Linked DNA regions of Rattus norvegicus: region 2 is linked to region 1. The links are chromatin contacts, called in public Hi-C maps. All regions are on one chromosome and are shown on one strand. The core of a region is the stretch at or near the end of the contact, and the rest is flanking DNA. Distances in the headings are between cores, read along the strand shown.

The links. A called contact is a pair of places that touch in the nucleus more often than the background predicts.
Region 2: a contact with region 1 is called in a Hi-C map of frontal cortex, with 2.9 times the contacts expected there. The contact joins the promoter of Kcnj6 here to the enhancer-like site in region 1. A contact is called at or near these places in 2 of 12 Hi-C or Micro-C datasets (frontal cortex and prefrontal cortex).

What each region holds. Positions count from the first base shown.
Region 1 is chr11:47,665,604-47,669,877 of GRCr8, reverse strand. All of the region lies in intron 2 of Kcnj6 (potassium inwardly-rectifying channel, subfamily J, member 6), which reads left to right. Among named protein-coding and RNA genes, the nearest start is that of Kcnj6, 110 kb to the left of the region's middle. Within about 2 kb of position 2,342, at least 3 of the 93 cell types and tissues checked have an H3K27ac peak or open chromatin away from gene starts, as enhancers often do.
Region 2 is chr11:47,776,392-47,780,665 of GRCr8, reverse strand. Kcnj6 (potassium inwardly-rectifying channel, subfamily J, member 6) reads left to right here and starts at 2,318. Exons shown (of 4, transcript NM_013192.3): 1 at 2,318-2,510.

The DNA.
Region 1 (4,274 bases), core at 1,093-3,592:
ATAAACACCAAGTGCTTGAATAAAAACGGGTGATTTACATCTGTAGTAACCAGTAAATGTGTTAGATTTCTAACACAAGTTGTGTGCTTGTGTGTGCATGTATATATGTGCATGCACATGTGTATGTGCATATGTGTGTACCATATGGATATGTGAATGTGTATGGACATGAGTGTGTGCGCGCGTGTGTGCCTACATGTGTGCATGTGAACATGTGTGTAGACATGTATGTGTAATTTATATATGTGTGCATATATTTGTACACATGTATATGTGCACGTGTCTGTGTGTACATACATTACATGTGTATGTATATGTGTGTCTCTACAAAGAGACTCCAAGGCTGCATACTAGATTTCCACTTCAACTAGATAGAAACACAATAATAAGTTACACTAGTAGTAAATTCTCCGAGGCACACTCTGCTTCCACAAGGCAACATTTTTGAGATTTGGATTTGAAGAGTCTTCCTTCAAATATCATTTTGGAGCACACTTTAATGTTTAGTTATTTGCTTTTATCATAAAACATCTCAAAAAGCAGAACCAGAGTATAGTTATAATTTACCAGGGGTAAAGTAAAAGGCTAGCTAATGAGACAAGATTTCACAGGACCGTTTCCCCCATGGCCACAGGTGGGTGGGGAGCCTCCTAACACAGCTCTTCTGAGGACTCCGTGTTCAGGTAAGATGGGACCCAGCGCACGGGGGTAGCTGTTCTGCTTCTGTGGACCTCTTGTGCCCAGAAACATCATAAAGACAGTGGAAGTCCTGAAACACAATGTTCTCCTCAGCATGATCTAAACCACACTTGCCTTTTGGAGGAACAGAGGGAGGGAAAAAGAGAAAATGAAGAAGTTCAAAGTGATGCAGATAAAGCTGACTGACACCACCCCAGAACATTTAAGATTCAAGGATCAGTGGCCATGGCACAATTGCCATCTATGCGCAGGAATATGCTACCATCACCGATCCCCACAAGACCCCGCAGTCGCTGCGGCCTCCCTGTGAGACAACCTGGGAAATGTCTTTGGGTCAAATAGTAATAAGCAGACACCCCACCCACCTCCGAGAAGGTTAGATCGAGGCTATCAGCTGAGAGCTGTCAGAGGACCAGAGCCAGCACAGACAACAATGAGAGACTTGATACAGGCATGGCTCTGTGAAGGAGGCTGTAAGTCTGGCCAGTCAAGTGACACACACATCACAGCAGACTCGGGCACAGAGGCCTGACCTCTAGCACAGGATGGGGCTAGCATAGCTGCTGCTCCCAGGGAAGTTTTAGGTTTTAGGAATTCAGGTCATCCAAACTATCTCAGATAGCAAGGAAAGACCCCCCCCCCAAGTATGGCAAAAACCCTACAACAGACAAATAAGGTTACAGAAAACTAAAAGGCAGAGAGACAACCAATACAGTGAAGAACACTGTGTGTGTGTGTGTGTGTGTGTGTGTGTGTATGTGTGTGTGATATGCATTATACATCTGCTAAGAGACTGACATCTGGAGTATCTAAGGGGGTAAAAAGGGTGATTAAAGGCAGTTAGTAAAGGGCCTGCCACACAGACGTACGGGCCTGAGTTCAGATACCAGCGCCCACATCAAATCCTGGTAGTTCATGCTACAATTCCAGCTCTGGGTGGTGAGGACTGGCAGATTTCTGGACCTCACTGGCCAGTCATCATGGCATCAACAAATTCTGGGTTCAGTTAGAGACCTTATCTCAAACACAGTAGTAAGGACAGGGATGGGGAAAAGACATCCAACCTCTGACCTTCAAGTGCATGAGTTCACACACACACACACACACACACACACACACACACACACATGTACATGAACACACACACAGGTACATGAACACACACACATGAACACACACAGGTACATGAATACACACACACATGTACATGAACACACACATGAACACACAGGTACATGAATACACACACACATGTACATGAACACACACACATGAACACACACAGGTACATGAATACACACACACATGTACATGAACACACACACACATATGAACACACACACAGGTACATGAACACACACAGGTACATGAACACACACACATATGAACACACACACACACAACACACACACACACACACATGAACACACACAATAGTTTTAAAACAGCAAAAACCTAAACTGGTTCTTTAAAAGAAGAAAAAAGACCAAATCGGTGGAGAAGCCTATGAAATGCTAAGCCTCCCTGGTCGCTCACTCGCAAGCAGCACGAATGCAAATCAAAAGCATAAGGAGAAACCAACTCACTCCAGTTACAATGGTGGCTACGGAAAAACGAAGCAGCTAGGGAGCCAAGGAAAACCTCACTCGGTGGGAATGTAAATGAGTGCAGCTATTATAGGGCACAGTATGGAGGCTCCTTTAAAATTAAAAGCAGACAGCCATATGATTCTGAAATCCCCCTACTGGGTATATATCCAAAACCCTCTCCTCCTGAGGAGGAGGTCCCCAAGATGGCAGGAAGATGGTAAGGGTCGGCTCTGCTCGACTCCATGAGAGAGCCAATTGCTTCGGATAGTCTGAGACGCTGCCTCTGCCAGCGTGGTTAGAATGGCTGGCTCACGTGCCCAAGTGGAAGAGCAGCTTGTGTGACAGCCTGGACCTGTTGCAGAGTCTCTTCTTGTTCTAGTCCCCACTCGGAGCTCCCAGATTTTATAGCTGGGTGGCCCAGAGTAGTGCAGCCAAATGGGAACGCGCTGCTTTTAGACTCTGTGAAGGACTCAGTAGGTCGGGCGAGGAGCTTGCGCGGCAACTTCCTTCACCTTAGGAAAGATGACTTGGTGTCTGCTCCGCCCCGCCGGAACCCAAGGCGTTTCCTTGAGCTTGTTGGGTTTCTCTTCCATACTATGTCATGCAAGACCTAAACCAGCTGCTACTTCGTGCTCAGCACATCCAGTGTGTCCTGTGGACATGCAGGGTGATGTCGGTCCGTCCTGCAGGCCAGTGTGCAACATTGGAGCGTATATAATCAGTGAGGGAGAATTGCCAACCTTGCCAGCAGGCCGTAGGCCGAGCCTCAGGCCATATGCAAAAATTCGGAAGAACAATTCCAGATCAACCACCCACCAGGATGGGTGACATCTGCTCCTGAGCACAAGCTGAAGCCACCTCTGGAACAGCAGCTACAACAGGACAGGCCAAACAGGAGCATGGGAGGGCCCAAAGGAGGCCCACCCCTGCCTCTTTCAAGTCCTGCAGGTGGAGCAAACCCTGCAGTCTCTCCAGGAATGTGAGGTGCTTACAGGTGACAATTTCAGCAGCTCCCACGTGGCCTTACTAACCATGGTACCCCTTACTCCGTGGGTTGGGCACCTGGGCTTGCAACTGCTACAGATTTCACCAGCAACAAAGCTAGGCCTCCAAACCCATCCGACACATACTATCCAGAGTGCTATCTCTGTGACCCGAAGGATACACGTCTTTTGAGATTTGGGCTACTCCCTCGCAGGGCACACTTGACACCTGACCTGGCTTTAGCAGGGGATCGGGAAGCGGAGGAAGAAAATTCTAAGAAGCAACAGCAATGCATTCTGGGTACAAGCGCAGCCTCTCCAGTGAGGCTGGAGAAGCCTCAGATGGACCAGAAGGCTGCTACCCACAAAGACCTCGGGAGAGTGACAGGCACAGCCTCTCAAGTACCTGCTCAAGTGTCCTTGTTGTGGTCAGGCTGTAGTTCAACAAGAGAGCGCACAGCCCCGGGCATTTCTGCTAGGAAGTAGTTCTTCTCTTACTGCCCCAGACACTGGGATGTGTAAGGCTAGACCAACTGAGCCAGTTGTCCCCTGAGAACTGCCCTCAGCTCCAAGATGGTTCCTCCGTAAGCGAAGAGAGCTGTATCCCACAAGGTAGCAGGACAGAACTGACTCCCAAGAGAGTCCGTCATCCTTTAACTTTCACCTACACACAGTGACTCCATGTGCGCTCTCTCTCTCTCTCTCTCTCTCTCTCTCTCTCTCTCTCTCTCTCTCTCTCTCTCTCTCTCTCTCTCTCTCTCTCTGGCTCTGGCTCTTCCCATCCTCCTCCCTCCCTCTCAAATAAATGTTACTAAGTAATAGAATTCAGAAAACCAAATAGAAGCAAGTGCTTCCTGGGAGGGATCAATGGACATCATGTGCCTGGTGATTGGATCACATGACCCACGTCAGGGTGATCTGTATAGGACGCCCTCCGAGGACCAACTCTGCGAACCACACAGCCTAGGAAGGACCAACAGGCTGACATGTGGCTGAGAAGAAG
Region 2 (4,274 bases), core at 1,069-3,568, 110 kb before region 1:
CACAAAAGCTGAGGCGTGAGCAACTGAGATGGCAACCCCTCAGGGAAAAATCATCAGCAAATACAAACTTGTAGCCTGTGTGGGAAAGGAGGACCCAGCTGTTGATGCAAACTGAAGTAAACACCTTTCTGTAGCAAAGTTATCTCAGAAAGCAAGCTTCCTGAGAGGCTAGATGCCTGTGCCATTAAAAAGTATGGATTGGCTCTCGCTCCTGCTCCTGCTTCCTCTTGCTCTCCCTTGCCCCCTTGCCCCTTCTCTCCCCATTCCCCTCCCCTTTCTCTCCATGTGCTCATGGCCAGCCTCTACTCTATTTCTCTATCTCTCTCTCTCTTTCTCTCTCTCTCTCTCTCTCTCTCTCTCTCTCTCTCTCTCTCTCTCTCTCTGCCCTACCACCCTCTTAACTCCCCTCCCTATGCCCTGAATAAACTCTATTCTATACTTTAAATAAAAAGTATGTATTCTCTAGACTGACTGTTGCTGGCCTTTCATGACTTTACAATAAATTGTGACCAATAAGGGAAACAAAAGTATGAATAGGAGCTGAAGAAATGACTGAGTGCATGAGGGCCTGCTCTGCTCTTACAGAGGACCCAGATTCTACTCCTAGCACCCACACCAGCCAGCTCAGAATCCCCTGTAACTCAAGCTTTGGATGACCTGATGCCTTCTTCTATACTCTGTGGGTAATCACACACACATGCACACACATGCACATACACCTACACACACACACACACACGCACACACGCACATGCACACATGCACACAGGCACACGCGCGGGCACACACATGCACACTTGCGCATGAACATGCATGCACAGCTTTTAAAAGTACTCTTAGAGCATGAGTTCAGAATAAAATATCATTCACTAAAATATCATTCAATAAAATATCTGCTAAGAGCAGATCTTGGTGAGTCTGTTCATCAGAAAGGGTCACCTTCTTGAGTTGTGTCGCCTCTTTACTTGGGCTGCTAAGTAAACAGAATAGCCTGTTATTAATCGGGCCATTATAGAGCTATCGGCCAATAGTGTCAATTACTTTTACAGTCTCCTTGCGAAACCATTTCTCCTTGGGTTAAAAAATGCATAAACGGGTCTGCACTTGGGTGGGAGCTAGATGTGAGAAGGCTTTGGAAAGGAACTACTGCTTGCAGTGTCCGCAAAGGAACGTCAAGTTGTAACTGGGATTCACTGTGGGATCACCCCTGAAAGAACCATACAGAGCAGGTTAACCCAAAGTAGGTGGCTGTCCACGAGGAGTGTGTTTTAGGCAGTGGGATTATACTCAGAAAGCTCACCTGCTCGCAAAAGCTTAACTAAAGTGGGGGGGGGGAGCTAGCACTAGGTCCCAGGAGCGGTGGATAGGATGGACTAAGCATAGCACCAGACCTGGTCTTAGATCTGTGCGATCAAAGCCCTGGGTTGCAGTCCCCCACCCTTAGGCCCATCTTGTTGGCTAAGGCCCCTCTGGGCTATGCTGACCACATATGATCTCCAGAGGGATTTCAGCCAGTGGAAAGCAGTGAAGAAACCCCACTCTTCACATTTCGTCAAAGCCAAAAGAGAAGCTATAACAGGCAGGCATAAACAGATCCTCAAGTTTAGGACTTATTAAGTGACATGGGGCGGGGGGGGGGTGTCCCTGGGCATCTAAGAGTCAAAGACTACACACACACACACACACACACACACACACACACACACACACACACACACACACCAACAATAGAAACCCCTACTTCTCGGTTCACTTTGGAGGGATGTGGCGCCCCCGTTTCAGCGCCCCAGTTCACTCCAGGTTAAAAAGAACAAGAGGCTGGGCGAAAGGTGGGCGGCTAGGGTCTGGCTCCATCTCTTCCGCTCCCCCCCCCCCGCCCCTCCGCCTCGCAGCGACGCTGATCACTGTGTCGCCTTGGTTCTCCAGCGCGCGGCGCTGCGCCCGCTTTTATCCAGAGACGCGTCGCTTCATGCGCTGACAGCGCGGCTCAGCCCGTGGGGCTGGAACCGAGTAGCATTCGTTGAATCTGCGGCTTTCATGACGTTTCCCTACGAGATCTATCACTTTGCTCCTAAACGAGGATTTATTCCCCCTGCCACTCAAGGCTTTCCCCCAGTTTCCTCGCAGCAGGGCTCCCTCCTCCGTCCCTGCCCACACGCGCACTCCTCTGCCCCGCGGTGGCCCCAGCGCCCAGCCCTCCAGCCAGAGGGAGCCAGTCACCAGACGGCAGCACCTGGCTGGAGAGGTTGGGCGGGCCGAGGGTGGGGATCCGCGGGAACAGGCGAGCCGGAGCTGGAGCAGGAGCTGGACCAACCGCTAGCAGCAGAATGGAGTCTCCCGAAAGCCTGCCGGGGCTGATGTGAAATTGGACCATCTGCTTCCAGTTGGTCTGTTTCCTCCTCTTCTTGTATTTTCTTCCCTTGCCATCCACCGTGGAGTGAATTACTGAATCTTGCTCCGTTCCAAGAGAGGCGATGAGGATGAAGTGAACCTACCCTGTCCACCACAAGGTAAGCAGTGCGTTGAGTTGTTCAAGGCGAGGAGCTGGCATGGATCCCAGCCAGATGTTCCGTGTCCTAGGATCCCCGAGCGAGCCTTCAGGTCCTGGCTCCCAGGTCCCCAGCCCCACTGTGACTGTTTGCATTCCCTTCTCAGCGGAGACATGATGCTGAAGTCCACCAGAGGCAGGAAAAGCTGCCTTTGGTTACATAACCAAAAGGAAATGTGTCTCATAGGATTTTCATTAGCAGCTTAAAAACTCGCCTGGGTGGGTGGCAGGAGGAGGGGTCTGCCTGCCCTGGGCGCGAGAGAATGGGTCAGCTACTGTGGACCTCACTCCGCACCCCTAGTGAAGATCAAACACACAGATGATCCCGCAGGCAGGGGCGGCTGGCTGGCGGGGTAGGCAGGGAGAGTTGGGAAAGCCCATTGTCTTGGTGGAAAGCTGTTCAGTAGCCTTGTTCTGTTTGGGCATAAAGAGGAGAGGATGCGAAGGAGGAAAAGTGAGCGGAAGGGCGAAAGCTGTGAGACAGGGGAGGACTTCACATGGTCTTCATCAGTAAACCCGAGATGTGTCGCCGCTGATGGAAGACAGGGACTAAGATGTCCCTACAAGTAAAACTAACTGAAAGCAGGAAACACCAGGGTCACACCAAGTGTGGGCTAGGTGAGTCTACCGACTTAGCTTCTCTCCTGGGTATGGGTTCACTTGCATCAAGACATTAAGCTTGGGTTAGTTTTTTTAACTGAAATGGTATTCTTATTCCCCAAGCCCAGTGAAGCCCTGGGTGGATCCACAGGTATATATACAGGGTTCAATATGGAGAGAGTCTTGGGGTGGGGGAGAACAGATCTTCATAGAAAAGGTCACAGAAACAATCTGAGCTTAGTGGAAAGGGAACAGCAGAATTTTCCAAAGAATCCCTTCTCCACCTCCACTTTCCCCACAAAGCAGGGCAGGGGTGGGGGGAGGAAACCCTCCAGTGTCTGGGAGTTGGCAATCCATTATAGCTTCAGTGTGCTCCCAACTGCTTTCTCCAAAGTCCCGGGGTCCTGGTGAGCTCTCAGGTACTGAGAGCTATGCACTTCCATGCAAGCACTATGCCCTGGCTACCTTTCTTTTGATGAGAAAAGAAAAATGGAGAAGGACAATGTCCGAGAAAGTGGGCTTGCTACAGTCAGGGCTGAGCTAACTAAGCTTCGCCCATTTTGCCTGGAGAAGGAAGGAGCTGAGTCTCCATGGCGACCCAGGTGGGAGGGGACATAGCAGCTCCAGTGATAGGAAAAACCGTTGGACAAAACTTTCTTGGCTCCAGGCAAAGATATGCCCACCGTGTGCCCTATGGGTATCCTAGGGTATCGGCTGGGTCCAGCTCCCTAAGAGTGATCCACGAGAGGGCACTTAGATCCTGCTCAGGCTCTCCTCCAACATGGCAAAGTTTCTCTTGTCCATAGATGCCTTTCTGAGCAGGTTCCGGGTTCAGCACCAAGGCCAGAGCAAGGTGCCCCGGGTTCACCTCCCTGGTAGGATAGCTAGCTGCTCCTAGCATGCACTAGATTTTCTGGTCATGGGAAGGCAATCTCTTCCTATAAAATTCCCTGCCCGTGCTGAATACGGGTGTCAGATTATTCGTGGAATTATATGGCACATAGGAGGAGCTAGCAAATCAACCATTTCATGCATGATGGTGCTTCAGAGTAACTGCTCAAAGTAAATACCAAAACCACAAAAGACTGAAGCTGACCTGAGAACATAGAGAGGATCCCTCCTCAGT